Linked DNA regions of Danio rerio: region 1 is linked to region 2. The links are chromatin contacts, called in public Micro-C maps. All regions are on one chromosome and are shown on one strand. Each heading gives the region's core, a stretch centred on a gene start, on an enhancer-like site or on the middle of the called end of the contact. The rest is flanking DNA. Distances are from core to core; before and after follow the strand shown. Region 1 overlaps adka (adenosine kinase a). Region 2 overlaps adka (adenosine kinase a).

Evidence for each region. A called contact is a pair of places that touch in the nucleus more often than the background predicts.
Region 1: a Micro-C map of caudal fin shows a contact between it and region 2, with 5 times the contacts expected there. The contact joins two enhancer-like sites. A contact is called at or near these places in 1 of 18 Hi-C or Micro-C datasets (caudal fin) and 1 of 4 datasets of contacts at active chromatin or transcription factors (caudal fin).

What each region holds. Positions count from the first base shown.
Region 1 is chr13:28,395,141-28,400,321 of GRCz12tu, reverse strand. The region is part of intron 3 of adka (adenosine kinase a); the gene reads left to right. Among named protein-coding and RNA genes, the nearest start is that of adka, 19 kb to the left of the region's middle. Within about 2 kb of position 3,836, at least 17 of the 62 cell types and tissues checked have an H3K27ac peak or open chromatin away from gene starts, as enhancers often do. A contact at or near this core is called in caudal fin, where this site is marked.
Region 2 is chr13:28,149,329-28,154,261 of GRCz12tu, reverse strand. The region is part of intron 9 of adka (adenosine kinase a); the gene reads left to right. Among named protein-coding and RNA genes, the nearest start is that of kat6b, 25 kb to the right of the region's middle. Within about 2 kb of position 3,136, at least 7 of the 62 cell types and tissues checked have an H3K27ac peak or open chromatin away from gene starts, as enhancers often do. A contact at or near this core is called in caudal fin, where this site is marked.

The DNA.
Region 1 (5,181 bases), core at 2,587-5,086, 250 kb before region 2:
AGACCATTTTTTTGTATCTATTGTGTAATGTACACTTGTAAAACAATATCCATAAAATTTGTGGTAAAACAAAAATCAACTGTGGTTGCCCGACCATATATAATTAATTTATAGTGTTGTACACCTCTTTTTAAAGGACTATCAACTACACCACAGGTGTCAAATTTAGTTGCTGGAGGGCCGCAGCGTTACACCTTTGTACCAGAGACAAAAACACAACCATGATCATGTGGTGATGAGAAAGTCATATGATGAACATCACAAACAGCATCTCTGCAAGCAGAGAAGCATAACACTATATAGAAGGTCATTTACAAAACTACTAAACACCTGATGGTAACGCACATAAAATATAAAGGTGTTGTATACTCCATTGGTTCAATAAGTTAAATTGTTTTATGATATATACAATGTAGGTATATGGCTTAGGTAAGTAAAAACAGAAATGATTTTAAATGCTCGTTCATTACTCCATAAAATGCCCCTATAGAATCAAAAGTTTCATATTGACCATATTTGGAATGTTTATGAATAGTAATGAGCTCGGCTCTGAGTGCAGCTCACACACGCAATTACAGCATGATGTACAGTAAACAAGGGCAAGAAAATAATACCTAATTCGTCAAAAAATAAAAATAAAACTATGAATTTTAACAAACATGGTAGACGACTAAGATATGCCTAGTTAGATGTTTAGCTTAATGGGTGGAGGTTTATTTGGAGGTTTACATAGGAGGGGCAACGGCCCCTGTAATGGAAAGGAAGGTAATCCTGACATTTTTACATTTATTTCAATGTGTTTTCATGCCTAAATAAATTAAAGCACAGACCAGATTCACATTTAAGGGCAAGGGGAATCACCTGGTGGTTCAGTGGTATGGCTTGCGTATAGTGAGTATTGGCTATTTGATATTTATTGCCACCCTTCATAAAAATGGAAATACAGGAAAATACATTTACAGGATGATAGTGGGATAGAATTGTAAAATATGGGAGAATCTTGGGAAAGGGGGGAGGGTTGACGGGTATGGTACATGCAAATGATGCAGGCGTGCCCTGTGAGTCACACAACAATCTGCTTTGTGTTCTGTTCTGATTGTCTCACAGTATGCAAATTTCATATACTGATTTCTTATTATTCGACTAATATATATACATATATTAGGGAAACATAATAAATAATGAGGATACAGATTTTTACTGTTAACATTTTTGCAGTTTTTTTACAGCTGAAATTAAGGCCATTTTTACAGTGTACATTTACTGAATTTTCCACCTGTCTAGTTTTGTTTAATGAAACAATATATCAGAAGTGTAAAAGAAGACCCTGTTTTATCTGCAGGTGGTTTTGTGTGAAAGGAAGTTGATGATTATTCTGGTATCCAAAAAAATGAACTTTGTTTTGACGCTGCCCTTTAAACATTCTGTTGAATATACTGTAAGTAACTTTCGTAATAATTTTGATTAGTAAAAAAATATAGTTGTTTGTAGCTAAGTGAATATAAAAACAAAATATTTTCTGCATTAAACTCTAAATACTGTTTGTTGACAGGTTGTTGTGGTAATTATGTTTTGGTGGAGTTAAAGGATCTAGAATACGGTCATGCAGAAGCATTCATTACTAAGGAAGGCCACAGCATTTCATTGCACTGTAAACTTCTACAATAGTTGCATCACATGTGGTGTTGAGTCGGGATTATAGTTGGCCAGTCAGTCACCACAGTTCAGAACATGTCAGTTGTGGATCAGTTATAAAATGTATCTGTAATAGAGTGAAAATTGATTATTTGCATGTTTTAAGGCTTCTTACTGTAACTTCTGAATGAGCTTTAAATTATTCAGGAGCAAGAAATGATTATGTTTGTTGCTTAAAGATTAGTTGTATTTCATTTATACTGTAAACTCAGACCACGCAGTGTTATTTTACATTTCATTTTTCAGTTTCTGTACCTGAATACCGCTGGACTCATCAGAAAAATGTAAAGCATAGTTTAAGTTCATTAAGTGCTGTCTAAGTTGACTGGGTCGAATAGTCTTAAGATGTCTGCCTAATATATGCAAACGCTTTATTGAGCTTTTTAGGGATCGCCGATATATTATTGTTTGTTGTATAAATTAACTCCACAATAAAAAAAAAGAATTGTCTTATTGTAATAACAATAAAAGCTACAATTAGCCTGTTAATTGATAAAAAGTTAAATAAACGTTAATATCACAGAATAAAAAGAAATTAAATCATGCTGTGAATTTTATGTAATAAAGGCTAGGTCAATTAGCATTGCACTATATACTTTAATGCTTATAGAATACCCAGGATAACACGAATAATCCAGATATTACCACAAGTATTTGTTTATTCTCCATGTTTGATCCATTTATTTGTTTCCATCATTCTTATCCTCAAGCAGTGAAAGCAAAGCGTGAAGTGTGTAAAAAAAAAAAAAACTGAAAGTGTTCTTTAAAGATACTTGCCTTTTTTGTCTCTCAGTGGATACATATAAATCCTTGTGAAAATTATACCTTGATATCATTTTAAGCTCATTAAAGCCCATTCCTAATGCTTATCCAACATTCATTAATTGACTATGTTAATTAGCAAATACTTGTCAGCTTATTCTGCCCCCCCCCCCCCCACCCCCCATTTTCCTAACAATGTAATTGATACTCTGCTAATAATACATTAGTTACTTGTTACATGCTACATGCTAAGTTATTGTCAGTGTCTCAAAATAAAATGTGTCAGGGCTTTGTGGCCAGCTTTCACACTTTTGCTTTGTGACTAACTTTTTACACTTTTGCATCTAAAACTTGTTTAAAGCGATTAAAAATGTTGCTTAGACTTCTGATTTCTGTAACATTAGTTGTTTTCCGATGCCACTTGATTTATGAAACAGTTTCAGGTATTTTCTAAAGTGTCACTAACTTTAGCTTTCATTAATGGACTTTAAATAAATAAATGCACAACATATTAAATGCCCATAATAGACATTTTCAAAAACCTTTTCCAAGAAACAGATTGTAGTTTCCAAATCTACCAGCAGAGGCTAACAGAGCTGTTAACCAGAAAAACAGTTGACCCCTGCACAAACCCAAGGGTTTAAACTCATACTTGCACAACACTGCCATCTTGTGACAAACATAGACTGTCTTTATAGTTTAATTTATTTTCTATATTCCTTTTTAAAGACATTTAATTTCTTAACTTTTTTTTTTTTTGCTTTACCTGTAAAGTCACAAACATCTGTGCTCAAAAATACCTTTATAACTCCTCAGTGTTGCTATGTGATTTAAATAAAAGTCATATCTGTTTTAAGAGGTGCGTTGTGTGCCAGAATCTATTATCGTAATGTACAGCTGCCTCTGGTCTTGTAACACTTCTGGGTGTTTATAATGGCATCGTCTCAGCAGATGCAGTAGCTACGTCAGCCAGCAGGTGGAGCCATACGCTCAGGCATTTTAATAGCTTAAGACAGCATCATGCCGCAGGGAGGCTTTTGCCAGTGCACAACAGGAAACCTTATCCGATTTCAGATTAGTTTTGTTTAGCAGGGGACGGACAATTGAGCTGCTTCCCAGGCTGAAAGGCCAAGCTTGACTGAAGTTATTTGTTTTCAAATTCTTGAATGGAGTCATTTGTATATGCTGAAACAGTTATTGAGATTTGAGTTCATGAATAAGCAAGACAAACGCTGAACACGCCGACTGTGATCTGCGTCCTTTTGTTTTGTGGATTGTCCTAACGGTGTGCAGCCGCGGGCGATCAGCCTCCCCCCTGAGAGAGCTGAGTCTGACGGTTTCCTGTGTCTCAGATGGAGCCGCTTTTGATGAGTGTGCTGTTCTTTATTCGAGAGCGGGCAGGAAAAAAGAGCTGTTGCGCACCGAAAGCTAAATTGCAGGTGCACTGAGGATAGGGGGTGGAAAAATAGTATATTTGAGAGGGACAAACCGTTTGCAAATCGCGCACGCTTGCAGTATGAACATTTACTCAGCAGTGTTTTGGGGCAAAAAGCTTTGTCAACATTAAAGAAAGGGGAAAAATAGATTGGCAGGGATGCTTAGCTCTTGGAGTTGGAGGAGACGGCTACAATTAATCATCAGCACTGCATTCTTGACACTTCCGGGGGGGAAATAAATACACCTAAACGAACCACGAACTTGTACTGTATGTTCCTGTTAAGTTATCCTTGTGTGAGCCGTCCGAACTTTGCCTTCCCATTGGCAGACATGCACCAGTGCTCGTCCAACCTTGGCTAGAAGCACGTATAAAGCGCCACACCTCAAGATCCAGTTCCAGGGGTCAAGATGGTGACCTTACCCTGACCTTAAAGACGAGTAGGCAGGGGGGTTTGTCTACAGGTCCAGAATCTCAGGATCAATGGTCCCTGATGGCTCCGACTCCCACTCTGGCTCCTGCCTGATTCGTTTCCCATCAGCCATCCCTTCGCAGCTAAGTGATTTCCCCTAATGGCTGGATGTCCGAGCGGTAACCTCTTAACGCTCTGCCCTGCATCCACTTGAGGATGCTCTTGAGGATGGAGAGAGAGAGAGAGAGAGGATCTTGCTTGTACTCCTTCGTCTCAATCTTCATCATCATCACTGAGGCTCTGTTGTACGTTATGACTGCTTAGATTTATGTGCTGTGAATTACGGCGGCAGTAAGCTGACTGCCAGGAAAACTCAAGACTGTACACCGCGGCCCAGCTCAGAAACGCAACATTGGCTTTTATGGCCACTATGGGATTTTCCATTGGTCTTTACCCTCTCAGGTGGGAACATAGATCTTTTTTTTTTCTGCTGAGATGCATTAGACGGGTTGTAGCCAAGTGTTACAGGGAATCAGGTAGTCTCTCTTTTTTAAGGTCTGTTTGTTCTGCAGTCAGAGCTGGACGGTCTCTAATTGCTAAGCTGCGGGCCGCCGTGGAGCCCAGCCAGGCCGTCTGTTTTCCTGCTGCACTAAATGCTGGCCTGATGGCGGTGGGCTGGTCCCGCTCCACGCTCTCCTTACAAGCATTCATGCCTGCCATGTTTACGACAGCCTTCAGATGCCTTTCCCTCTTCACTCCTGGTTAAGTGTTTGGTTCGGTACGCGGAGCTGTCGGGGTTTCCGAACGGCCACAAACCCCGGCTTTGACTTTAATCATCTCGAATCACTCTATAAAACTGACCTCAGACCTGCTGCTC
Region 2 (4,933 bases), core at 1,887-4,386:
GCTCGTCTTGAAACTTATTCAGGAGGAAAGTGTCTAATGTGCTGTCAGATTTACCTGCACCTAATGAACTCCCCAGAGGAGCCTTTTCGTTTCAGTCTGTTTTCCTCCATCTCTGTGAGCCCTTAGCAAAGGTCATTATGCACTCATAAACGCACACGCTCTTCCTGTGTGTGAGTGTGTGTGTGTGTGTGTGTGTGTGTGTGTTTGTGTGTGTGTGTGTGTGTGTGTGTGTGTGTGTGTGTGTGTGTGTGCGTGTGCGTGGGTGTGTGTGTGCGTGTGTGTGTTCATGCTCTCCCTCACATTTTTCTTGTGTTATGTTAGGGCTATTATTCAGTAATGTTTGCCCGTCCTTGTTTGTGTCTCATTAATGCAATGCACCTTCACTGCAGCTGAGCTCAAACAGAATGGCTGTAAACAGTAAGTTAGTGGCTGCTTGTTTTGATCGACTTAAAAAGAAAAGAGCTTACAGTTAAGAGACGTAGCATTGATTGATTACATAAACGGCCACTGTATTGCCTTAACTGACACAAGGTGGACTTGAACTTTCCTGTTTAGACACTTCAGTGTGTTTGTGCTTGCAGCATGTCAAAGAAATAGAAAAAGTTGTGCTTACTGCTGCAATTTTATATCTATGCTGACACTTTGTATCTTACAACTGCAAAACTGCAACTTTTTCACAGTTTGAGACTAAAAACAGTGACAATTTTTCATAATTGACATGTTGTCATGGATTTTTTTTATCTCAGCTGTCATCATATACACAACAGTTCTGTCTGGTTCTCAAATCTGATTGGCTGATAGCCATGGGATATTCTGCAATATCAGAACTCGTACAGTCTCCTCACTATTGTGTATTACTCTGCTCACATAGAGTAACAGCAGATCAATAAACTCACTACAGTTTGACAAATAGCAACAAATGTCATGTTATCCCTGTATAAATAAATAAAAGAAATAAAAAAATAAATGTTGCAGGTGTTGGACAACATAATGTACTTTTGAGGCTTTTTAGTCAAGAATGTAGTTGTTTAGTCTGCAACCATGCTTTTTTTTATAAGGATAGTGTCTATTTAAAATATTTATGTTTGAGAGATGGCACGTCAGCGGCCATTAGCCTGTCATACTAAGCAGAGCAAAGATGGTTGACATTGTCTATCCACCAGATGGCAACAGAGAACGCATAATAACCTCTTAGAAGAGAAAAACTCATAATTTCTAACCATAGCTGATCAAATCATCATTAAACAGGAAAGTGACATTCTTAGTCGATCTTTCTCTTTTGTATGTTGTCGTGTTGTATTTATATCTCAGTAATTGTAATGTATTGAGTGTAAGATGGGACTCAGGAATGTATGTGTTGGCCACTCTTTGTATAACCCTTTTTTTGGGGTTGGCCATCTCTTGGTTTCTAATGACTCTCCTGTTTTTGTTACTGCAGACTAGTTTAGTAAAAAGAAAGAAAGAAGAAATGCTCACATGTGTTTAGCGTTTTTCCTTTTCGCAAAGACAATAGTAATCTGGTAGTGTTTGTGCTGCTTTGGCTTTTACAGGGTTAGTTAATGTGATTTCCCGATTGCAACAGAGAAATACTGGGAAATCTCTGTAGACTGATGGCATTTCATGCAGTTCAGTCTTATAATCTTAAAATATCCGCAAAATAACCTTTTTTGTAATTACTTTAGACATTAAGCTAGAGAATTATTCAAATACTAGCTCTAGAATGATGTGAATTAGTAACGTTTTCTTCTGTTTTGACGTCAGCTGCAGATGTGAATGAATGGTGGAAGAAACCAGACTCTCTGTGTTTGATTTTCGTAGCAGTGCGATATGGCTATATATCCTCACTGATGGGACACTAAAGCACTTTACCTGTGACCTCGTACCAACGCATACCAACCAGTGCCAATAAACAGCCATATCGCACTGATACGACTTTATACAACAGTTCGGTGTGTGTGTGTGTGTGTGCGTGTGCGTGTGGGTGTGGGGGTGTGTGTGTGTGTGTGTGTGTGTGTGTGTGTGTGTGTGTGTGTGTGTGTGTGTGTGTGTGTGTGTGTTCGCTGTATATAAAAACACATGGTTTGCCTTCAAGAAATTGGTTTGGAACTATATATATATATTGGAACTGAACAATGTTTTCAATAATTGAGAAAATATTAATATCTGTAAGGTTTTTATAACTGACTTTATCTCAGTTATGATTTTAATTATGGTTATATCTAACAACTTTGTAACTTTTGAACAATGACCTTATTTCATGTAATGATGTGACATTTTATGTTTTTGCTCTGTCAGAATGGCATTTCTCTTATTATTCATCATTTTTTATTCATAGGAAAAATACTCCCTGCACAAGAATGTATTTATAATTCACCTCATGAAATTTCAGCATATGCAATGCATTAATTTCCGGCATTTAAGTATCTGGCTCGTGATGGGAAGGGCGACGGATGAAGACCTCCTCACGTCCTCCAAATCGATCGTGACATCATCACCGCTCGTCTTCAGCTAATTAGCATGGCTCAGAGGCGAGGGGATCTGATCAATGTCTCGCTTTGAAAAGGGCAAAACTGCCTCTTAAAGCTCTCTCCGTCCCAGACTCCTCTGATTATTTGTGCTGGTTATCTCCTGCCACTCCCGCCATGGTGGTTGCCCTTTATTAGCGGCTAAATGTGTTTGTCACGCTCGTGTTTCTCTGACCAGCCCTAGCGTGGAGATAGTGGATCAGAGAAAAGAAGGCAAGCGAGGGCAGTTTTGCTCCGAGTGTTTGCCAAGAGGAGGGCCATCCTTGTTTACTCCTCAGAGCTTTTGTTTGGCTCCAGAGACGACGAGAAGTGGATTTGAGAGGAATAATCTCTCACCGTTCCGCAGCTGTCTGAAGGCCTTGAATCCCTCTCCCGCTCATCGGTTTTGTGTCATGTCTCATTGTGCAGTGAATGGCTCGTCATTCAGCAGCTCAGGTATCTATTGGAGTCGCCAAACATTTCGGCTTCTGCCTGAACAGCCAAATAATAATCCACCATGTGATCTGTTTTTGTTTTAGTGATGTATTTGAAACGACAATGCCTCAGATACTGTAAAAGAGTAATTATCGCATGACCCGAGGCGTTCATGGTTTTGGCTTGTCACATTACGAGCGTAATCATATTACGCCGCACATAACTAGTGATAACAAGAGAATTTATTACACGTAATTGGCGTGACTCCACAGCGCTGTAAATGTTATGATGGCTTTTTTCTGATCCTCGCCTTCTATAAATAGTGGCGCACGCATGTTTTGTCTTCACAGGCCTGTTTTATTTTGAGCCGGTCCGATGCATGTTTACAGCGCCGCTTGTTCCTGGAGTGCCTTTGCGAGCAGAGCTGCGGTTTCCTCTTCCTCCTGAGAGGGCTGTGCCAAAGGGATACAAAACCCTGAAAGCAACATCTCACTTCTGATGTGAGCGCACAAGTGTCAAACACAGCACAGAAAAGAAACAGCTGTACAAGAGCTATTAATATAACCTCACAGCTCTGGAGGTGTAACTTTGTTGCCCCTTTTTTTTCCCGCTCCCTGGGTAGTCACGCAGAGGAAAGTATTTTCACTTTCTGCATGAACATGTAAAGTGAAGAATGGCAAAACCACAAAAGCGATGGAACTCCCTGTGAACTGCCCGGAGACTGTGTTTACAGGGACGACCGCAAGCCAGTAACAACAAAGACAGGTTTTGGCAGCAAAGTTTTAATTGCCATGCCTATTAAAGAGCCCTGCCAATGGCCTCTTTTGTGTTATACATTAACATGAAATTGGTCCTGGAACGCGCTCAGACTAACCAAAACAGCATGTCGAGAGCCAAGTTCAATAATATGTTTTGAATAAAGATGTGATGTGTTCTCTCTAGTTTGATGAAATGGAAGGAGATGTCCATCAAGGATGGTTTTCGGAGGGAATGTGAGCGGCGTGCAGCGATTTAGGAATTTAATTTCTCAGTTTTTATTTGCCCTCGTTTGCTCTCGCGTGCTTATATAAATTGTCCTCATTCACGTTGGACCAGAACCTCTTGTAAAACCTTAATTCAAAAATGATTCATTGTTGCTCTTTAAATGATTTAATTTCCCTTGTGCAGCACACTTGTTCTTCCCTCTCACTGGTTTGCCTTGCATTTGACACTTAAGAAATTGGTTTGCTGATCATTAAAAAATATATGGGAACTGAACAATGTTGAGTTCCGCTAAAAATGCCCACACATGAATTCTTTCTGGGTACTAAAAGGTTGAAAGCAAGCACCAAACAGCGAAATTTGCAAACAAATTACTCTGAGTTGGTTTTATTATTATCATCATCATCATCATCATTAATATTATTAATTTAAAATGTATACAGTGGAACCATTCAGTTGCCATTTTAATGACTCTCATGAGTTAATCAAAAGCACAGAACAGCCAGTCTAATGCATATATGCACAGCTATGCACATCTATTTTTGGAATGAATCAAATAGTTTTGTGTGATTTTTCAAATAAATAACTCTTTAGACTCTTAAGAGTACATTTTGGTCACAATCGTACAAGCGTAAGTTCTTGAACAAGTGACTGAACTGAATCTTTTTAAAAGATCAGAAACAGAATAGCACCAGACTCTTGTGTACAAAATATATATAATGTACCAAAGCTCAACCAATCAACTCTTACAAACTGACTTTCTAGTGCAATAAAATCTTGCAATGTGACCAGTTTACTATGATTCTCAAATAAATGGCTAAATATTTTTATTTATCAAGAAACATACAGTGTCCAGAAGACTGTAATTCCCATTTTAATGACAGTTTACATGTGAACCTAAAGTTGGTAGGGTCTCTTATTACACAATGATGATATATTTCCTACTGAAACAGAATATTGAGTTGCGACCAAGGTTTTATTTTTGTGCGACTCGTCTCATCTTTTACCTACAG